Regions from separate parts of the Sus scrofa genome. Here regions 1 and 2 are each linked to region 3. A link is a contact called in public Hi-C and HiChIP or PLAC-seq data. All regions are on one chromosome and are shown on one strand. The core of a region is the stretch at or near the end of the contact, and the rest is flanking DNA. Distances in the headings are between cores, read along the strand shown.

Region 1 (3,307 bases), core at 495-2,994, 260 kb before region 3:
CTGTTTTTAAAATAAAGCCAGCATTGTGCAGGTGACTCAGGTGACCCCAGGGGACTCTTCTCCAGGAAGCATTCTGTGGGACAACAGAAAATGAAAACACTGTAATCAAAGACCGGGGTGGGTTGGCCGGCGTGGCAGGATGGCAGAGTGGCTAAGGGGTGAATCTTCCTACGGCCGAGCCACCTCACATGTGCCACTTAGCTCACTCTGGAGCCTTAGTTTCCTCAGTCATAGAACAAGGTACAGCCCACCCTCCGTATCTGTGGGTTCCCTGTCCACAGGGAAATTGAAAATATTTGGGAAAAAAAATTCCAGAAAGTCCCAAAAAGCAGCACTTGAATTTGTCATGCCCCAGCAACTATTTCCATAGCACTTATGAGTATCTGCAACTATTTTCCTAGCGCTTACGTTGTACAAGGTATTAGAAGTAATCTAGAGGTTGGAGTTCCTGTCCTGGCTCAGTGGTTAATGAATCTGACTAGGAACCACGAGGTTGCGGGTTCGATCCCTGGCCTTACTCAGTGGGTTAAGGATGCGGCGTTGCCGTGAGCTGTGGTGTAGGGCGCAGAAGCGACTTGGATCCTGCTTTGCTGTGGTGTAGGCTGGTGGCTACAGCTCCAATTAGATCTCTAGCCTGGGAACCTCCATGTGGCGCGGGTGCGGCCCTAGAAAAGGCAAAAAGACCAAAAAAAAAAAAAAAAAAGGGACCTAGAGGGGCTTTAAAGCATGCGGGAAGGTGTATGTGGTTCTGTGTAAGCACTGTGCCGTTTTATGGTGCCGTTTTATGTAAGAGACTTGAGCAGCCATGGATGTTAGTGTCCTTGGATCCTGGAACCAAAGGGCGGCATAATTGCACCACAGTCACACTTTCATATTCCAGGAGAGCTTGCTGAGGATTGCTGCTCCAGACAGGGAGCCATTCCCATGAGCCACTGTAGAGCACGTGGGACAAACCATTAGCAAGAGGATCTCTGATAGTGGAGAATGCTGAGAAAGAGCGCCATGGGGGTGGGGTGGGGTGGGTGCTTTCAGATGGGGTGGTGACAGAAGGCTTCCCTGAGGCAGTCAAGGCTCGACCTCAGTGACGGGAAGGAGTGGGCCATGGGCGGTGGAGGAGAGCATCCAAGGCAGAGGGAGCTGCAGGAGCCCAGCCCCTGGGGCAGGGTAGGGAGGAGACTCGGGGACCCCCGTGAGCTTGCTGGGGAGAAGAGACGTGGAAAGCCAGTCCATAGGCCTGGTCCGTGAGCCTGCAGCCCTTACTTGGGGCTCTGCACTGACCCCGTGCCTGCCTTTCTCTCTGTCCAGTGCACTGTCCAGGTCAAGTTAGAGCTGGGACACCGCGCCCAATTGCGCAAGAAGCCCACCACGGAGGGGTTCACGCACGACTGGATGGTGTTCGTCCGCGGCCCCGAGCAGTGCGATATCCAGCACTTCGTGGAGAAGGTGGTCTTCCGGCTGCACGACAGCTTCCCCAAGCCCAAGCGCGGTGAGTGCCCCAGGCCTGGCCCACACCCGGCCCTTCCCTCTCCCTTCCCTGTGAGATGCCGGCCTGCACCCTGGGGTATGCGGTGAGAGCTTGCGGGCCCTGCTCTGACCCTGCAAAGGGCCTCTGCCCTCCCTTCTGCTTCCCCTTCAGCCGTGGGCCTCATCATAGGGAAATCCTGGTGGAGCTGATGACTGTGTCTTGTGTCATTACCTAGACTCAGCCCCTGAGGAGCATCCAGAGGAGGGAGCCTGTGGTTGTGGGTGGGAGGGGCAACTTAATGCCCACCCCTGAGTAAGCAGGAAATCGCTTCCTGGGCCCATGTTTGATGAGACATGCCATTCCAAGAACCACCACGTGTGGGGCAAAAAGCAGAAAAGGCACTCACCTCGCTGCTGCCTTCCCTCCTGGCCTCACCCCTCAGCCTGCCGTCTATGAAGCACCAGGTTACCTGCAGCCTGGTGTCTGATGGGGCGAGACGAGAACTCGCTGGTGTGAGTGTGTGGGAGTAGAGGACGCTTCTCAGGGAATTTGATGGGGACTTTGGAGTGAAGTTGGAGGCTGTCTTGTGAGCCCTGTGGGACCAGGGCCCTGCCTGCTGGTTGCCCCCATGTGAAGCCGGGCATGTCACAGGGGTCCATGATATATTTCTTGAATGGATGTGTTGATAAAGCAGGGAAGGGCTTATTCCTGGAAAAGGGCTTCAGGGCTGGGAGAGCCACTGCCAGGCTACCAACCCCTTCACCCGTCCAGGCGGACAGGGACGGGGCCAAGTCATGAGAGAATGTGCACGGCCTGTGGTCCAAGCAGGAGCCCATCCCAGGACCCACTGGGGGCCTGTGCCAGTACGGGTCTTCCTGTCTAGTGGGGAAATGACCTAAGTTACAGAAATAGAAACTTCTGGCTCAGCAGGGAAGGCCACTGTTTTTTGGCTTGTGGAAGTTCCTGGGCCAAGAATTGAACCTGTGCCATAGCAGCAACCCGAGCCACTGCAGTGACAATAGCAGATCATTATCCCGCTATACCATCCTCCTTTCTAAGCGCTGCATTTTGCAGCATCTGTCCTTGTGACTTCGAATGAGGGAGCTGGCCTACCTTCAGTTCTCCACAGAAGGCTCCCTCACCCTTTGGGGCCCTCCGGCTGCCAGTCTGACTCGTAGTTTCTTTGCTCAGTTCACCTGTACAGCTTTGTCTTCTTAGCCTTTTTCTGTTTTCTCTCCTTAGCACCATCTTCCGACGTTGTATACATTACTTACTTATCTCGTCCATCTCGCCCTCCCCCGAAGTGAGGGATTTGTGTCTAGTGGTAGAGTTTACGCTGTGTCCCGGGTGCTGAAAGGCTAGAGTAGGTGCTTGCTGAATCCTTGTCTAGTGAATGAATGGATTCTTCAGCACCGTCAACTTTGGCCAAGGTCTCCTGACTGTCCACTTAGAAAGAGAAAGGCAGGAGCACCCCGTCTTTACTCGAACCTTACACCCCTCCTTCTGGGAGCTACACTTGACATTGTAAAGGTTGTTCTGCTCCAGGCCTGGAGATTAAGCCTAGAAGCTGGCAGCTGGCAAAGGGCACTGACTGTATTGACTGTTTCCACTCTTGGCCCAGTTGGGATCCTCTCTGAACTCTGGGCCACTCCAGGAAGAAGGCTCAAGGTCATGTCAGGGTCATATGGGCTCTTTATCTCAACCTTGGTTGAAGTTTGGCCCTGTTTACTTGGCTGCATGTTTGGCCCTTGGCTTTGTGAACACCCTTTGCTTCTCCTCCCACCCTTTCGTCATTTGTCTTCATCAAAGATGCTTCGTCTTTCCTCCATCCTCTGCAACACC
Region 2 (3,124 bases), core at 415-2,914, 330 kb before region 3:
CAAAGGGTGGTCACTGCACCCTTCCATCCCGGGACTACATTTCTCAGCACCCCCTGCATCCAAGGAACCATGTGATGAGTTCACCAGTGTATCCTGAAAGGAAATGATGTGACCCTTCCAAGCTGAGGAGCTGGAGAAGCAGATTGGCTTCTCCCTTCTCTTTCCCCTTCTGCCAGCTCTTGCAGTTGAATGCAGTGGCCTGATAAAGATGGTAGAACCACAGAAGGAGCCTGGAAAGGGCACCATCCACCTATCAGGAAGACATTTTTTGGATCTGGCGTTGCCACAAACTGTGGTGTAGGTTGGGATGGGACCACACACGCCTAGATGCTAAGAGTGTGAGTGGAGGGGTATGGGTAATACTTATTTTCTTCTTTTTGTTCTTTTATGGGTCATGTCTGGCTGAGGCCATTGGGTGCATGGAGGTATTCTTTACTGAGATGTTTTTTTTTCCCATCAAAATTGTGTGTTTATTTAATTTGAGACAAACCCATTACATATGAAATTGTGTGCTCACTTGCTTTTGTTGTTGTTTATAAATTTATTTTAGTGGGGTATAGTTGATTTACAATGTGGTATTAATTTCTGCTGTGCAGAATTAATGACTGTAATTTGTTATACATATATATATATATATATATTCTTTTTCAGATTTTTTTTCCCATTTGATTTATTACAGGATATTGCATAGTGTTCCCTGCATTCTACAGTGAGACCTTGTTGTTTACCATTCTATAGTTTGGGGAGTTTGCATTGTGGCACAGTGGAAACAAATCCGACTAGTAAATATGAGGACACCGGTTTGATCCCTGGCCTCACTCAGTGGGTTAAGGATCTGGCGTTGCCATGAACTGTGGTGTAGTTTGCAGACGTGGTTCGGATCCTGAGTTGCTGTGGCTGTGGTGTAGGGCGACAGCTACAGCTCCAACTTGACCCATAGCCTGGGAACTTCCATATGCCTCAGGTGCAGCCCTAAAAAGACAAGAAAAAAAAAAAGAATAGTTTGCCTTGCTAACCCCAAACTCCCAAGCCATCCCTCCATCACTTCCCTTCCCTCTTGGCAACCACAAGTCTTTTTCTGTGTCTGTGAGTCTGTTTCTGTTTCATAGATAAATTCATTTGCATAAACACATTTTTTTGTTTGTTTTATGGGTTTTTTTAAAAATTATAGTTGATTTGCAGTATTGTGTTGGCTGTACAGCAAAGAGGAACACGTTTTTTATTTTAGAGCAATATACTTCCATCACATCTCAGTAAAGAGTACCTCCATGCACCCAATGGCCCCAGCCAGACATGACCCATAAAAGAACATCCATCACATCTGGGTCATTCAACATTTTGGGATTTGTTCGTTGTAGCATTGTAATACTAATCAGCTAGTATTACCTGATTAATTCAGGAGTGGATTGATTATGATAGTGGAGGGGGGAAGGTTCAGATCTTTCTGGCTGGGGCCACTGGGTGCATGGAGGTACTCTTTACTGAGATGGGGATGTGGGTGTCAGGGGAAGGTGATGAGTTAGTTTAGGGCAGCATCTCTCAACCTTGGCACTACTGTCATTTGGGGTTGAATAGTTCTTTGTGGTGAGAGGGTTATCCTGTGCATTATAGAATGTGCAGTAACATCCCTGGCCTCCATCCACTAGGTGTCAGTAGCGGTCCCCGATCAGGTCAACTAAGACGGTCTCTAGACATTACCCAGTGTCGGAGAACCCCTGGATTAGGCTCTGATGAGTTAGGGCAGCCTGTGGATATCCAAGCAGAGATTTCCAAGAAGCCTGGGTTCTGTAATTCTGGCACTCGGGGAGTATAGGATCTTTCCTTCTCCGCCCTACCCCAGGAACGGGGAGGGAGTGAGTGGAGGGAGCCAGGATTGGGGGTGGGGGCAGTCACAGGTCCAAGGAAGAGAACGGATCAGGCAAAAGAATGAATCCGGCAGGGGCACAAGCTGCTGAGACCAGCCAGCAGTTTCCGAAGCATCAAATGTGCAGGGGACGGATATTTAAATGGGGTCCGAGAAAAGCGATGTTGCGCTTTTTTTTTTTTTTTTTTTTGTCCTTTTAGGGCCGCACTGGGGGCATGTGGAGGTTCCCAGGGGCTAGGGGTTGAACTGAAGCTGTAGCCGCCGGCCTACACCACAGCCACAGCAACGCCAGATCCTAGCCGCATCTGGAACTTACACCACACCTCTTGGCAATGCCGGATCCTTAACCCACTGAGCAAGGCCATGAATGGAACCTGTGTCCTCATGGATGCTAGTCAGATTCCTTTCTGCTGAGCCACGACAGGAACTCCTGTGCATTCGTTTTTATAGACATGGTAATAGTCCCTGGGTGTGTAATTCTAAAAAAATTATTGGAGTAGAACATATACTCAGTAAAGTGTACCCATCTCTCTCTCTCTCTCTCTCCTTTTTGATTGGAGTTTTGTTGACTTATAATGTATTCTTTTCAGGTGTACAGCAAAGTGAATCAGTTATTCATAGACATATGTCCATTATTTTTTCCCAGATAGGTTATTACAAACTATTGAGTAGATTTCCCTGTGCTATACAGTAGGTTCTTGTTAATTATCTATTTTATACAGTAGTGAGTATCTGTTATTGCCCTCCTCCTAAGTCATCCCTTCCCCCCAAAGTGTATCCATTTTAACTGTAAAACTCTACGAATCTTTTTTAACCCAGGTGTACACCCATGTAACTCGTCACCCTGTTCAAGATCTAGAAAGTTCCTCCATGTCCTTTCTCAGTCACTACACCCTGAATATCCCAAGATGACCCGCTTTGTAAAGGAGAAAACAAACAGGTAATAAGACAATGGTGACACCCCCATCTCGTTGTTGCAAATATATGTGCGGATGGGACCACACACGCCTAGATGCTAAGAATGTGAGTGGAGGGGTATGGGTAATACTTATTTTCTTCTTTCTGTTCTTTTATGGGTCATGTCATAAGCATGACATAGTTTTGTTTGTGGGTTTTTTTTTTTTGGTATATTTGGTCACACCCATGGCATGTGGAAGTTTCTGGGCCAGAGATTGAACACCAGCCACAGCAGCAGCCTAAGTCTGCCAAGAAACGCTGGATCCTTAACTCGATAAGCCCCCAGGGAATTCCAGCATGTTG
Region 3 (3,354 bases), core at 804-3,303:
CAACATGTAAACGACAGGCACGGCCAATAAAACTTTTATTCATGGACACTGAAATATGAATTTCAGGGTTTTGTTTTAATGATTTTTATTTTTCCATTATAGTTGACTTATGGTGTTCTGTCAGTTTCTAAATTTCAGATATTTTTCATGTGTCGTGAAATAGAATTCTTTGGACTGTTTCCCCCAACCATTCAAAAGAGTAAAAACCATTCTTGGCTCCCTGGCTGTCCAAAACCAGGCAGTGGGCTGGATCTGGTCTGGATCAGGCTACAGTTCGCCATCCCCTGCTCTAGATGAAAGAGGCAGAAGTACCTTGAACTTAAGCCTTGTTTTCAGGCACCTAAAAGCTCTGACTAGGAGTTTCTGCTGTGGCACAACGGGATTGGCGGTGTCTTGGGAGTGCTGGGACGCAGGTTCAATCCCTAGCCTGGCACAATGGGTTAAGGATCTGGCGTTGCCGCAGCGGCTTAGGTAGAGACTGCGCCTTGGATCTGGTCCCTGGCCTGGAAACTCCATAGGCCCCACGGGGCGGCCAAAAAAAAAAAGCACTGACTGAGGCTGTGGGGAGGGCAGGAAAGGCCACTAGCTCTTGGGAAGCCAGTCATGGCTCGAGTCAGGACAGGGGGTGGTCCGGGCAGCTGGCAGGCCCCTAGTGGGCTGGCCAGAGGCCCATGTCCCAGAGGTGCCAGCCCTTGTCTGCCGCCCCAGCTCCATGGTGATCCGTGACCTCACGCTGCGCAGCGCCGCCAGCTTCGGCTCCTTCCACCTCATCCGCCTGCTGTACGACGAGTACATGTTCTACCTGGTCGAGCACCGCGTTGCAGAGGCCACTGGAGAGACGCCGATCGCAGTGATGGGAGAGGTGAGGGCCCTTCCAAGAGAGCCGGCTTTGGGGGCCCCAGAGAACACACTCGGGGTGGGAGGGGTGCCAGTGGGTGGGGAAGGGAGAGCCAGACAGACCTGGGCAGAGCCTGGCTCCTCTGTCACCTGCTCACATGACCTGGGTGGGACTTCCTGTCTCATCATGGTAAAATACACAGAACATAAAACTGGCCACTTTAACCATCTGAAAGTCAACACACAGCAAGGTAAAACCACCGCCCATCTAGTTCTAGACCATTCCCTCATCCCAAAGGAAAACCTCATCTCCATGAGCAGTCACCCCCCCCTTCCCCTCCCCCAGTCCCCAGCAACCACCAACCCAACCCACTCTCTGTCTCTATGGATTGGCCTGTTCTGGGCATTTCCCACTGATGGAAGCACATACTCTGGGGCCTCTGGGGTCTGGCTTCTCTCACTCAACATAATGTTTTCAAGGTTCCCCTGCACTGTCATGGGTATCACAGCTTCTTCCTTCCTTCCCACCCCCCCACCCCACCCCACCCCCGCTTTTTAGGGCCATACCCGTGGCATATGGAGGTTTCCAGGCTAGGGGCTTATCACAGCTACTGCTGCTGGCCTACACCAGAGCCACAGCAACAAGGGATCCGAGCCGCATCTGCGACCTACACCACAGCTCACAGCCACACCGGATCCTTAACCCACTAAGCAAGGCCAGGGATCGAACCCAAAACCTCATGGTTCTTAGTCAGATTCATTTCCACTGCGCCATGATGGGAACTCCCTTCTCCTTTTTTATGGCAAAGTAATATCTGATTGCATGGAGATGCACCGTTGTGCTTATCTGTCCTTTGTTGGTGAATACTTGTGCTGTTTCTGCCTTCTGGCTGCTGTGAACTGTGCTGCTGTGAGCACTTGTGTACAAGTTTTGTTTGAGCACCTGTTTTCACTCTTTGGGGTGTTTACTTAGCAGAATTGCTCAGTCATGCTGGGTTGTTTTGAGGAAGAAAAGAGTGATGCTCATGAGCTTTGAATACACAGTGAGCCTGCAATAAGCAGCAGCTGTTCCTTCATGGTCACCACGCAGAAGCCCCAGTCTCTGTCCCCTTGCTGGCCCGTTCAGTCGGCACCCATCCACCCTCCAACAGCTCCCAGGCTTGGCTCTGGAGGGTGTGGGGACACACCCAGACACCCAGCAGCTTCAGAGCCACTGCTCACCCACAAAGCCACAGCCCACTTCCCCTGTGGGCAAGGACACTGCTGACCTTCCCAGGACCCAGTCTGTGGAGGCCACTCACTCTGGGCTTCTCTCTTGCAGTTCAACGATCTGGCCTCCCTGTCGCTGACACTGCTCGACAAAGGTGAGTGTGTCTGGGGCTTTCCCTCCCATCCTTGACCCCCCGGGCAGGTGACCCTGAGCAGCACGAGGCATCCCAGTGGGGTCAGGGGTGGGCTCAGAGCAGAGGCCCTGCCCCTTCCTCCTGGATTATGTTCACTTCTGCTTCCTGGGCACCTCCCCAGCAGGCCCTCAAGGAGCAGGGCCGCGCACAGGCCTGGGTGGCCAAGGGCCTCCTCCATCCACAGCCACAGGGGGGCACAGGACGGGTGGACCAGAGGGCACCCCACCCCCAGGCCCATTCCCTGAACCACAGGGGTGGGAGGACCAACCTCCGAGGGCGGCCCTGCTGGGACATGACACAGGCACCTGGGCACTGGTCATGGGGAAGAGGGCCCCCAGGTTACCCAGCAGAGACAGCACCCTGCACCTGGCCTCTCTGAGGATGTGCTCCCCACCCCTGACCCTCCCATGCCCCCCACCCCCCACCCAACCCCACAGATGACATCAGCGAGGACCGTGGAGGCAGTGAGGCCCGATCAGAGGCCCGAGGCCGGGGTGAGCCGCTGGTGAAGCGGGAGCGCAGTGACCCCAACCACCCCCTGCAGGGCGTCTAGCTCAGGGGCACCTCTTGGCTGCGGCCCCGCCCGAGCTCCACCGCAACAGTGCCTCTTAGACCAAGTGACCTTTACTCGGACTCCCGGGGCTCCCAGCCAGGGCGCCCTTAAAGGACATGTGCTTCCTCAAGAAGAAAACAGTTGTGACCACCGCGGGAGCTATCAGCACCCGGGTGTCACCTTCTTCTGAAAGTCCTTTCCCCGCTCTGCACACCTCCCGCCTGAGAGCTGGAAGGGGCCGTGCTGGGCCAGTCGGTACCTCCACACTGGGCATCTCCACCCAGCGGGCTGCGATTTGCACCGTGCGGGTGCCCTGCCACCGTCGGGCAGTGCTGGGCTGGCCAGCGTCCCCAAGACCCCTTGTGCCCCTCAGTGGGGAGGGACCTGCCCTGCTGACCCCTAGGAGCCCGGTCTCTAGACGCAAAAGGGCTCCAGAAGCAGCCGCCCTGTTGTCTCGTCCCTGGATGGCGTGCGTGGCCCACGGTCCCGTGTGACTCAAAGAACAAGTCACAGAAACAGGCCCACTTGTGCCAAGACATGGTGGGGCCTTTAAAAATCAAA

Evidence for each region. A called contact is a pair of places that touch in the nucleus more often than the background predicts. HiChIP or PLAC-seq counts read pairs in DNA pulled down with a chosen protein or histone mark.
Region 1: an H3K27ac HiChIP or PLAC-seq map of alveolar macrophages shows a contact between it and region 3. The contact joins two enhancer-like sites. A contact is called at or near these places in 1 of 5 promoter capture datasets (fetal skeletal muscle), 6 of 47 Hi-C or Micro-C datasets (alveolar macrophages, embryonic fibroblasts, liver and 3 more) and 1 of 2 datasets of contacts at active chromatin or transcription factors (alveolar macrophages).
Region 2: a Hi-C map of omental adipose tissue shows a contact between it and region 3, with 2.7 times the contacts expected there. The contact joins two enhancer-like sites. A contact is called at or near these places in 1 of 5 promoter capture datasets (fetal skeletal muscle) and 4 of 47 Hi-C or Micro-C datasets (heart right ventricle, mesenteric adipose tissue, omental adipose tissue and 1 more).

Annotation. Positions count from the first base shown.
Region 1 is chr2:72,789,132-72,792,438 of Sscrofa11.1, forward strand. It overlaps MLLT1 (protein ENL), which reads left to right. Exons shown (of 11, transcript XM_021083993.1): 2 at 1,306-1,486. Among named protein-coding and RNA genes, the nearest start is that of MLLT1, 9.8 kb to the left of the region's middle. Within about 2 kb of position 1,745, at least 3 of the 83 cell types and tissues checked have an H3K27ac peak or open chromatin away from gene starts, as enhancers often do. A contact at or near this core is called in alveolar macrophages, where this site is marked.
Region 2 is chr2:72,719,712-72,722,835 of Sscrofa11.1, forward strand. It overlaps ACER1 (alkaline ceramidase 1), which reads left to right. Exons shown (of 7, transcript XM_021083989.1): 2 at 2,684-2,804. Among named protein-coding and RNA genes, the nearest start is that of CLPP, 7.8 kb to the left of the region's middle. Within about 2 kb of position 1,665, at least 30 of the 83 cell types and tissues checked have an H3K27ac peak or open chromatin away from gene starts, as enhancers often do. A contact at or near this core is called in omental adipose tissue and retroperitoneal adipose tissue, where this site is marked.
Region 3 is chr2:73,047,293-73,050,646 of Sscrofa11.1, forward strand. It overlaps RFX2 (DNA-binding protein RFX2), which reads left to right. Exons shown (of 17, transcript XM_021083998.1): 15 at 709-862; 16 at 2,159-2,201; 17 at 2,678-3,354. The coding sequence ends at 2,793. Among named protein-coding and RNA genes, the nearest start is that of RANBP3, 14 kb to the right of the region's middle. Within about 2 kb of position 2,054, at least 12 of the 83 cell types and tissues checked have an H3K27ac peak or open chromatin away from gene starts, as enhancers often do. A contact at or near this core is called in alveolar macrophages, omental adipose tissue and retroperitoneal adipose tissue, where this site is marked.